2 separate regions of the Sus scrofa genome follow, and region 1 is linked to region 2. The links are chromatin contacts, called in public Hi-C maps. All regions are on one chromosome and are shown on one strand. The core of a region is the stretch at or near the end of the contact, and the rest is flanking DNA. Distances in the headings are between cores, read along the strand shown. Region 1 has its middle 46 kb from the start of AHCTF1. Region 2 holds the start of CDC42BPA (serine/threonine-protein kinase MRCK alpha).

Evidence for each region. Hi-C and Micro-C count contacts between places; a contact is called where the count stands out from the background.
Region 1: a contact with region 2 is called in a Hi-C map of embryonic fibroblasts, with 2.0 times the contacts expected there. The contact joins the enhancer-like site here to the promoter of CDC42BPA in region 2. A contact is called at or near these places in 1 of 5 promoter capture datasets (liver), 10 of 47 Hi-C or Micro-C datasets (adipocytes, alveolar macrophages, embryonic fibroblasts and 6 more) and 2 of 2 datasets of contacts at active chromatin or transcription factors (alveolar macrophages and skeletal muscle).

The regions. Positions count from the first base shown.
Region 1 is chr10:14,994,029-14,999,136 of Sscrofa11.1, forward strand. No RefSeq gene overlaps it. Among named protein-coding and RNA genes, the nearest start is that of AHCTF1, 46 kb to the right of the region's middle. Within about 2 kb of position 2,808, at least 15 of the 83 cell types and tissues checked have an H3K27ac peak or open chromatin away from gene starts, as enhancers often do. A contact at or near this core is called in embryonic fibroblasts, where this site is marked.
Region 2 is chr10:14,938,070-14,942,862 of Sscrofa11.1, forward strand. CDC42BPA (serine/threonine-protein kinase MRCK alpha) reads right to left here and starts at 2,919. Exons shown (of 40, transcript XR_002336229.1): 1 at 1,431-2,919.

The sequences.
Region 1 (5,108 bases), core at 1,558-4,057, 56 kb after region 2:
ATCAGTTTCTACACATGAAAAGTCGGCTATCAGTCAAATTCTCATTCCTATGAAGGTGATATGTCTTTCCTCACTAATAATTTTTTAAATTTATTTTTTCCCACTATACAGGAAGGGGATCAAGTTATCCTTACATGTATACTCGCTAGTAATTTTTAAGTTCTCTATTAATCTCTGATGTCACAGAGTTTCACTAAGATGTGTGGATTTATGTTTATCCTGCTTGGCACTTTATATGACTCTTCAGCCTGAGATGGCACCTCTTTCTCTAACCATGGAAAATTCTTAGCTGTTATCTCTTCAGACAGGGCTTCGCCACAATTCACTTGATCCTCATTTTCTGGAACTCCTCGTAGACATTATATTGAAAGCTCTTGATTAATCCTCTCTGTCTCTTAATTGCTCTCTCATATTTTTTAAAAAACATCTTTTTCTCTGTCCTGTTTCCTGGGTGAAATCCTCAGCCTTCAACTCATTCACTTGCTTTTTCACCATTCCCAGTCTAGAGCTTATCTTATCTGTTGGATTTTTATTTTAACAACTCGGATTCTTCATTTCTAAGGTTTCTAGTTCCTTTCAGTCTCCATCCACTCTGATTTCATTTATGCTGGCATTTTTCTCATAATGTCTTGCTCTTTTTTAAATGGAAGTTATTCCTTCATATATCTCTCTGAGCATTCTAAACAATTTTCTTTCCCCTCTCGATCTCTTTTTTTCTTCTTTTTCTCTTTTTAGGGCTACACCTGCAGCACATGGAAGTTCCCAGGCTAGGGGGCAAATCAAAGCTACAGCTGCCAGCCTACACCACAGCCACAGCCACGCAGGATCCGAGCCGCATCTGCTACCTGCATGGCAGCTCACGGCTACGCTGGATCCTTAATCCACTGAGCGAGGCCAGGGATTGAACCCACATCCTCGTGGACCCTAGACATGCACGTTTCCGCTGAACCATGATGGGAACTCCGTGGGAAGGGTTTAAACAAATTGAAACTTTTTCTCAGATGGTTCCATAAAGTTAGTTTCAACAGTAATGAGTTCGTATTGTTTTTGTTTGCTAGGCTTTCTCAGAACTGGATTTTGGTGGAAGGGCTCATTTTGAGACAAGCTTGCCTTCCCTCTGTCTCCGTCTCTCTTTCTCTTCTTTCCTCTACTCCCAGCGTGCTTTCTCCTTCGTCTGGTTGGTTGTGTGGTTGCCCTCATTCTGCACTTGGTGCCGCGGACTCTAATTCAGACCTAGATCTACTAACAGAGCTTCAGAGATCCAGCCCCCAGGGACTGAGGAAGCACAGATCCAGGCACCCAGCCAGGCAATGGACTGCTCCCTTTCCAAAGTTATACCTGAGTCCTCTCTCTCCTCTAAGTCCACAATTTGCTAAAAGCTGTAGCCTCGGGCAGAAATAACTTCTTTGCACCCTCTTTTCAGGCCTAGGAGGAGCCTGCCTCTGCCTCGGGCTTCAAACAGTGAACCTGGCTTTGGTCTCCCATCTCAGCAGGGAACTCTTTTATTTTAATGGACCTTGGAAGAGCCAAACTCCAGCTAACATTGCCTGGTTCCAGACCTAGGGCCTGCTAAGCTTGTGGCTTCTGCTCAGCATGAGCTTTGTATTTCTGGCCCAATTCTGGGCCACAGAAGTGTTTATTTAGTTTGTAAAGCTTGATAAATTTCCTCTGTCGTTGGTATGTGTTTGGAGTAAAGCTGTGTCAAAGAACAGGCTTTCAGAGCTGCCTGGACTCAGTTCGCAGGCTGACTTCTTGGGTGAATCCAAGGCTCTGCAACGCATTCAGTTCGGTCTTTGGTTCCCTCTTAGACGCGAAAAGGATCTAGTCTGTGGCTACATGTCTAGAATGAAAATAATGTCAGAAGTATGGTTCTCTACATAATTTTATCTTAACATCTGACTATCTAATAATTAGCCTGATTATCTAACAATCTAAATCAGTTGTCATGATATTGAAAATATCAAACTTTCTACCTTCCAGTTAATTTCCTTATCTACATTTTCATAGAATACCAAGATTCTTTTTTAACGAAAAAGAAAGATGGGGGACTATTATCTCCTAGCCCCTGAATTCTGGAGTCTTCTAATGATTATTTTTACCAAGTAAATAAATCCAAGAGTCAACGAAATGTGGTTTACTGCTATGCTTCCTGGAATTTCTTGCAGAATTATAGCATCTCAGAGTTGGAAGGAATTCTTCATATGACCACACTGAATTCTTTTCCTGTCGGTCTGCATCACATTTGTGAAGGTTAGTGACTAAAAGGCTAAGACTGTAATGAGTCCTGTGGCAAAAGTAAACGCCCACTTCAAAGGCCGTTCAGACACTCAGCTGGTTTCTTTGAAGAGAATTCATTTCCACGAAAAATGTTCCCAAAACTTTCTGATGGGACCAGAAAGAGCCAAGAAGGCTGTTTTCCCCTTCATTGGATTATAAATGACATCACATTGCCGGTGGCACCCTGGTCCAGGTTTAACAACTGGCTCCCCAGGGGAAAAGAATATCGTAGTGTTTGTCAGCTTCCGCGTTGTAAATGCTCCCAGCTTGGCTGACTTCAGACTCTCAATGTGTCATCGCAAAACACAGAACTGGAAGGCGGTGCCCACAGTAGGTTTTCTGGGTGGTTGGGGCTCAGCTTGCGCACCACCATGGTGATAATGCCAAATCCAATAGCTGCTTTCCAAACCTCAACTTGACCTCCCAGCAGCATTTGGCATCCAACAAAGCTGCTTGCACCATTACTGAGACACTCTCCTCTTGGCTTTTCTGCCAACCATGCTGTCCCCTCCTCGCTCCTAAACGTAGGTGAAAGTGAGTCTCACTGGCAGCTCTTCTTCTCCTCCTCGGCTTCTATTATTAGAGACACTCAGCACCCTTCTGGAGCTGATGGCTCATCTCTCTCTACATCCCTGCCACCCCCCCAACCCCCGACAGTGATCTCATTACCTGGTCCTATGGCTTTACACATCACATATTTACATAACAGTTAAAATGCTGTTAACGCTCATATTTTTTATTTTTATTTTTTGCCTTTTTCTTTTTTCTTTTTCTTTTTTTTTGGTCTTTTTAGGACCACACCCGCAGCATATGGAGCTTCCCAGGCTAGGGGTTGAATTAAAGCTGCAGCCTCGGCCTCCACCACAGCCACAGCCACTTGGGATCCAAGCCACGTCTACAACCTATACCACAGCTCACAGCAACCCAGATCCTCAACCCACTGAGCCAGGCCAGGGATCAAACCCGCATCCTCATGGATGCTAGTTGCAGTCATTTCCATTGCGCCATGACAGGAACTCCTATTTACTCTCATACTTTTTATCTCCAGGCCAGACCTTTTTTCTTTTTTCTTTTTTTTTTTTTTTTTTTTTTTTTGTCTTTTTTGGTCTTTTTGGTCTTTGTTGTTGTTGTTGTTGTTGCTATTTCTTGGACCGCTCCCGCGGCATATGGAGGTTCCCAGGCTAGGGGTTGAATCGGTGCTGTAGCCACTGGCCTACGCCAGAGCCACAGCAACGCAGGATCCGAGCCGCGTCTGCAACCTACACCACAGCTCACGGCAACGCCGGATCGTTAACCCACTGAGCAAGGGCAGGGATCGAACCCACAACCTCATGGTTCCTAGTCGGATTCGTTAACCACTGCGCCACGACGGGAACTCCCAGACCTTTTTTCTTGAGCTCTAGATTTGATATCCAACTGCCAACTCAGCTATCTCAGAGGCAGCTCAGATGTAACCTGTCCCCAAACCCAATGCCTGATCATCCTCCTCCTCCCACCTTCCTTGTCAAAATAAATAAAACCGCTACCTATCCATTTGCTAAAACCACGAACCTGGGGGCCTCTTTGCAAGCTCCCTCCCCTTTGCTCATAACAGCCAACCTCTTATCACGATACTACTGAAACCACTTTGAAAAGATTTCTCAAATCTGTCTGACTCTCTCTGTCTCTAAGCACCCACCATCCGGAACGGACAATTGCAACTGAGCTCCTAAGCTCTATCCACTCCTTGTCTCTTGCTCCTTCTTCCTGTGCTTCGCACAAGGGCAGAGAGAACTTTTAAACGTGCTTTAAAGCCTTCATTGGTTTTCCATTGCATTTAATAGAAAATAAAACATCCTTACATGGTGTACAGGGCCAAAAAGGATGAGATTTCAGTTTAATTCTCCAATCTCTTCTCCTTCCGTTATCCTCCTCAAATTACTACCTCTGGCCACACAAGTTGTTTTAGGCTCTTCACCACACATAATTCTGAAAATTGCTCGCTTTGCCTATTTCATGTGTATCTCCCGCATTAGCCTGTAAGGTCTCTGAGTGCAAGGATCATGTCTATAATGTTCATTGAACACTCAACGCCTAGCTCATCATAAGTGCTCAGTGCGGGAGTTCCCATTGTGGCACAGCAGAAATGAATCCAACCTGAATCCGTGAGGATGCAGGTTCGATCCCTGGCCTTGCTCAGCGGGTTTACAATTTGGCATTGCCGTGAGCTGCTGCAGGGTAGGTCACAGATGCTGCTGGGATCTGGCGTGGCGGTGGCTGTGGCATTGGCCGGCAGCTGCAGCTCCAGTTTGACCCCTAGCCTGGGAACCTCGAAATGCCACAGGTGTGACCCTAAAAAGTAAAAAAAAAAAAAAAAAAAAAAAAAAATCCTCTCAATAATTCTAACCTGTAAGAGCAAGAAACAACGCAGCACCGGAAAACCCAGAATGCAGGTAACCAAAACCAGAGGCTTGTTGTTGTTATAGAGAAAAGAGAACGATGTTTGATTTCAACATTCACACATTCCAAACCACAGGCTTCCAAGCCTTTCTCTCGCAGCCAAGGCTGTTGGTGAGAGCCAGGTCTAGAGAAAAGTTTCCAGAAAGCAGATTTTGGCCAGGGTGCCACTAAACCTACAGAGAATACAGTTCTGTGGGTTTTTTTTTTTTTTTTTTTTTAAAGAACATTTTCATTCTTTTTGCCACAGGATTTCATGAACTATGTTTATTTTTCCTTTTCAGGTTATAGTATTTGGATTTTTCATCATCAGATGTGAGAAACAGATACATTTCTTTCCTTTCTTTCTCTTCCTAAAATTCTTTCAACTCACAGAAGGAGCCAAAGCTAAGATT
Region 2 (4,793 bases), core at 1,669-4,168:
TGTAAAACTACTGTTATAAAATATTTTACTCTACACATAAAAGACATATACTCACAAATCTATGACCAGAGTGAAAACTGTCTCATTCTTCAGAGAACAGTCTCTTGAAAGATGATTTAGAATTCTCACATTCTTACACTCTAGTAGTCTGTTTTTTAAAATCATTCCATTCACATTTCAAATATATATATTTTTTAAACCCTGTGACATAAAGTTGCTAAAAAAAACCTTCTGATACTAGCAAATTTAATTATTAACGTTATCATGTGTAGGCAATCTTGAATAAGTGATTTACTAACAAACACATTTTTCATAAATCTTAAATTTTAAAAAATGGTACGATCACCAATTGACCTTTACTTCAGAAAAATAAAGCTTTACTTGGGAACAAAGCCATTTTAGCATAAAAACTTTTCAACAACTCAAATTTTGGCATTCCAAAGGTATAAGACACATCTTTGATTAATATCCTTCAAAAGTCAAGGTACCAACATAGGTCTGGGTGATGCTGTATAATCTTTCCCCAGAGAATTGGTGGATGCTGGAACTTGCTCACATGGAACACTGGAAGCGGAAGAACTTAAGCTTCCAAGCTTGAAGGTCACCTGCAGCATTTGCTCTCTTCATTGATCTACATCCCTACCTAGATCTTCTACATCACACCTATACTTAGGAAAAAGAAAACTCGAAATTTAACCAGGTTAGGTTTCAACTAAATTGTGAGTAAATCCTAACTCACAGGCAGGCAGGAGCTGCTCCCAAACATTCTCTACCAACTACTAACACAAAAATTTTAAACTATTTATGTCATCTTACAAGCATGACAATTTTTGGTAAGTCCATGTTTAGTAATTTCCTTTGCTTGTACTATATCAAAATGTAATAAAACCCACTGACGACCACCTTCAAGTTTCTGTTGACCTAAGATATTTTAATATCTCCCTCATTTTCCGAAGCCTGGCAAGGAATGTTTCCACCAATAAATACCTTCCAATTGAACGCCTGTTATATACTGCCATGCATCAGACAGCCGTGAGCAACAATCCATTTTTGCCCATCACAGAATTATTCAAAATCTCTTGCTGCTGACCAAAAACCACAGTCCTTCCTCACAAGTTCCTCATTAAATCAAGGCAACAACTAAAGTGGCATGTTTTACTCTTGGGAAAATATTTACCAAAAACCAGAAGGAAAAAAAAACCTTGAATACTTGCTGCCTATTCTTTTATTGCATATACATTTAAATACATAATATATACCATATAGCATATATACTGATTTAATATATATGCTATTATTATTAAATATACTTAACATACCAAATATATATATTAATATAGTCATTACAGAGTAGAGTTTATCATGATAACTCCCTACAACAATTAAATCTTTATGCCCAGCTAAAGAGGTTTTATTTTAAATACACTTACCCCATTCTAGGTATTCAAGAATGTTCTTCTCTCTTCTCAGTGGAGAATTATTGCATTCATCATAAAGGCAGATGAGGATATCCAGTAACGTTTCCACACTGAAGCACTGCCCATTGGTCTGAGCCGGCCCATCCAAAATAAACTGCTCCAACTGCCTCAAACGCACTTCTCCAGACATGTTTGCTTCAATTTCGGCTGGGTTTTCTTGCAATAACTAGAACGACTTTGACTATGATTATCTGATCCTAAATTGTAAAAGCTGTGGTTTTAAAAATAAACCACTTGTTATTCAAACAACTGTCATGCAGTGCCGGGGCTGAATGCAACATCCAACCCACCAGGAACCTCACTTAACTGAAGCGTCTTCAATTTCGCACATATACATATATCTTGAGGGAAAGTTATCATAAAATAGATATTTAATACATTTTTCAAAGAATAATACAATTAAGTCGTATATTTAAATAAAATAATTAAAAAGTACAGCGAACCAAAGAGTCAACACTTCTTATTAAAAAAGGGAAAAAAAGAAAAAAGAAAAAAACTCTTCTCCTTCATTCAAAATTCAACTCGTGCAACATAATCCTGAAACGAATCCGGTTGCATCATTAATGAATTAAGTCCGATCTGCATCAGCAATTCACTTCCCAGGCAGAAGGAAAACCGAAAAGGGAGGAAAAAACCAGAATGTATATAAGGGGGAGGGAAAACCAAAAATTCTGCTGCAAATCCTCCCAACCACCACTGGGATAACGCCTCAGCGGCAATTTCTCCAGCGGGAAAGGGAGGTGGCGAGGTCCCAGAAGCAGCCCTGGGCTCGGAGCACGCCAAGTCTTCCCCGGAGGAGGCTTTTCCTTTCTCCTCCTGAGCTCCTTCTTCCTAAGGCTTTGCAGTTAGTCCCATTTCCAACGGATTACGATGAAAACTCTTCATTTTTCTCCCCGCTTCTCCCAGGGGCCTGACTGGCTGCGGGCGGCACTCGCCCCCGGCTCCGGGAGCGGCGGCTACTCGGCCGCCCGAGCCCGCTCCATGTCGGTGGTCGCTGGGCCGCCGGCCTGGGCCGCGCCGGGCGGAGAGCCCGGTCTCCCCCTCACCAGCACCGCGGCCGCCCGCCCGCCGACGCTCCCGACGCCCGGGCGAGGAGGTGCTTTTCTGGATTCAGAGGACGCGGACGGCAGCAGCTGCGGCGGCGAGGGCGCGGGCGGCTCCGGCAGCTAGTTCTCCTCCTTCTTCACACCCCGGGGTTAAGGGCATCTTTCCCCGGCAAGGAGGGAAGCGGCCGAGGCGCCGGAGGAGGGGTTGGTGCCGCTGGTAAGGAGACCAGGGGCTGCCGCAGCCCGGCTCGCAGCCACTCCCTTCCTTTCCCTCCACCCCTCCCCCGCCTTCCCCGTCCTCTCGCGCTCGCGCCCTGGGCTCCGCGAGGCTGCTCCAGGCCCGCCGCGCGCAGGCGGAGGTTCGCCGACGAGTCCGGATCCAATATGGCGGCCCCCGCCCCCTCCCCCGACACGCGCGCACACGCCCTCTCCCCGCCCCGCCCCCGCCCGAGCCCAGCCGGCGCGGCGGGGTCCGGTCCTGCGGCCGCGCAGAGCCGAGCCCAGGCCCTGGGCGGGTGGGGGCGGGGGCGCGGGCGCCTGCACCACCCCGAGGGGAGGGTGGGGACGCCTCGGCAGCCCAGGCTGCGGCAGCCGCAACGTGGAATGCAGGGATACGGGAGGACTAGCGAGGCCGCGGCGGCGGCGGCGGCGGCGGGAGCGGACGGTCTGGAGGCGGGAGGACCCGGGCGCGGGCTGGGAACTGCGCCACCGCCGCGCTGCTGCTCCCGGTTCCTCGAGGCTTCTGGTTCGTACGGATCGCGAAGCGGGGCTTCCTCCTGGTCCTCGGAGGCACCACCTGACTGGCGCGTTTGCTAAGGGGACGCAGAAGCTGACAGCATAAGGCTTTCAACACCTCCGTAAAAGACCGTGTCTTTCTCACCATCTCTACCTGCTCACCTCTCGCCCCCCAAATTCAGTTCGCAAGCATTCCGAAGTAATGATTTCCTTGGTGTCTAATTGCACCACCTCTTGTGTCATTACCCAGGACAAATACAATGACAGACTTGTATGCGCTACCCTCCAAGTCCTGAGTGTGTGCGCGAGAGTAGAATTCCCTAGTCTGTTCCCAAAAGTTTCCCTCTGTAGAGCACAGTGTTTTCTCTCCACAACTATTCTAGCGGCTGCCTGTTTATTCCCAGCGAAGGTTACCACCTACGAGGCATTCAGCCAATGAAGGGGAGTCAGATAGTCCCCTATCGTCAAATCTCCATCCCCTGTTCGTGGGCGCGCACGTAACCCCACGGCACAGCACAGAAACCCGGCAGCAAAGGCAGGTCATTCATCAGGTACAGTTCCTGATGCAATTAGGACCTTCCAGGTTTTTTGAATCTCGATTTTAGGAGAGAACGCTCTACAAATTTTTCATGGAAGAGCCCACATTTAAATGTATCCTTAAACTGGGTCACTGCATATCTGTCATTTCCTTCTCAAAACTGCCATCTCCTCCATAATTTTTGTCCAAAATACATTTATTTTATATTCCTTTCCTACACCCGTGAGGCAGTTAGGTTTACTATGTTCATGCCCACAATTGCCCATAGGGAAGCTGAAGAAGAACTAGAAATCAGGGTCTAGAAGTCTAAAAATAAAACCTAACATTAATTATTCAAATTGCTGTCATTCACAAAACATTGTGAATCTTTTGTGAAATCTACACTTGGTGTGGCTTAAATGCACAGCATTCTTTTTCCAACAAGCTCTTAACACAAGAGAGATATTTACATAGCCTCAGACAAAAGATGGATCATTTCTAGGCAGAACATCTTTACATGTGTGTGTTGGCTAGTTACAAAAGTAGTAGAAAAGCAAAAAGTTTAATCCTAACACACATGATATTTTGGTGTTTATTAAAGTCTTTTTCCTATGAATTTTAATAAAAGTGTTACACAATAAAAGACAGTTTTAGAGCCTCCTGTTTTCACTTAATATATAATGAGCCTGTTTTCTGGTCAGCCCTTATTCTTCAACAGCATGGTTTTTAACAGTGAAGCCAAAATGCTTTTACCCTTTCACTTGACCATGAGGTCGGGTAACAAAGAAAGAAGCGATTTCTCTGCTTTGACACCACAGAGCTGGCTCCAAGATACCTACTTGTCCAACGTGTAAATAACTCTAAAGAAGAGTTTAAGAGAGAACCTAAGCCATATTAGATCACAATAAATGCTAATTAACAGTGAATATATATGAGATACAGATACGTTAACAAAAGAGTCACGCTGCTGGTCCTTGCCACCTATGCTGTTAGCACTCAGGAGCCACCCACAGTCTA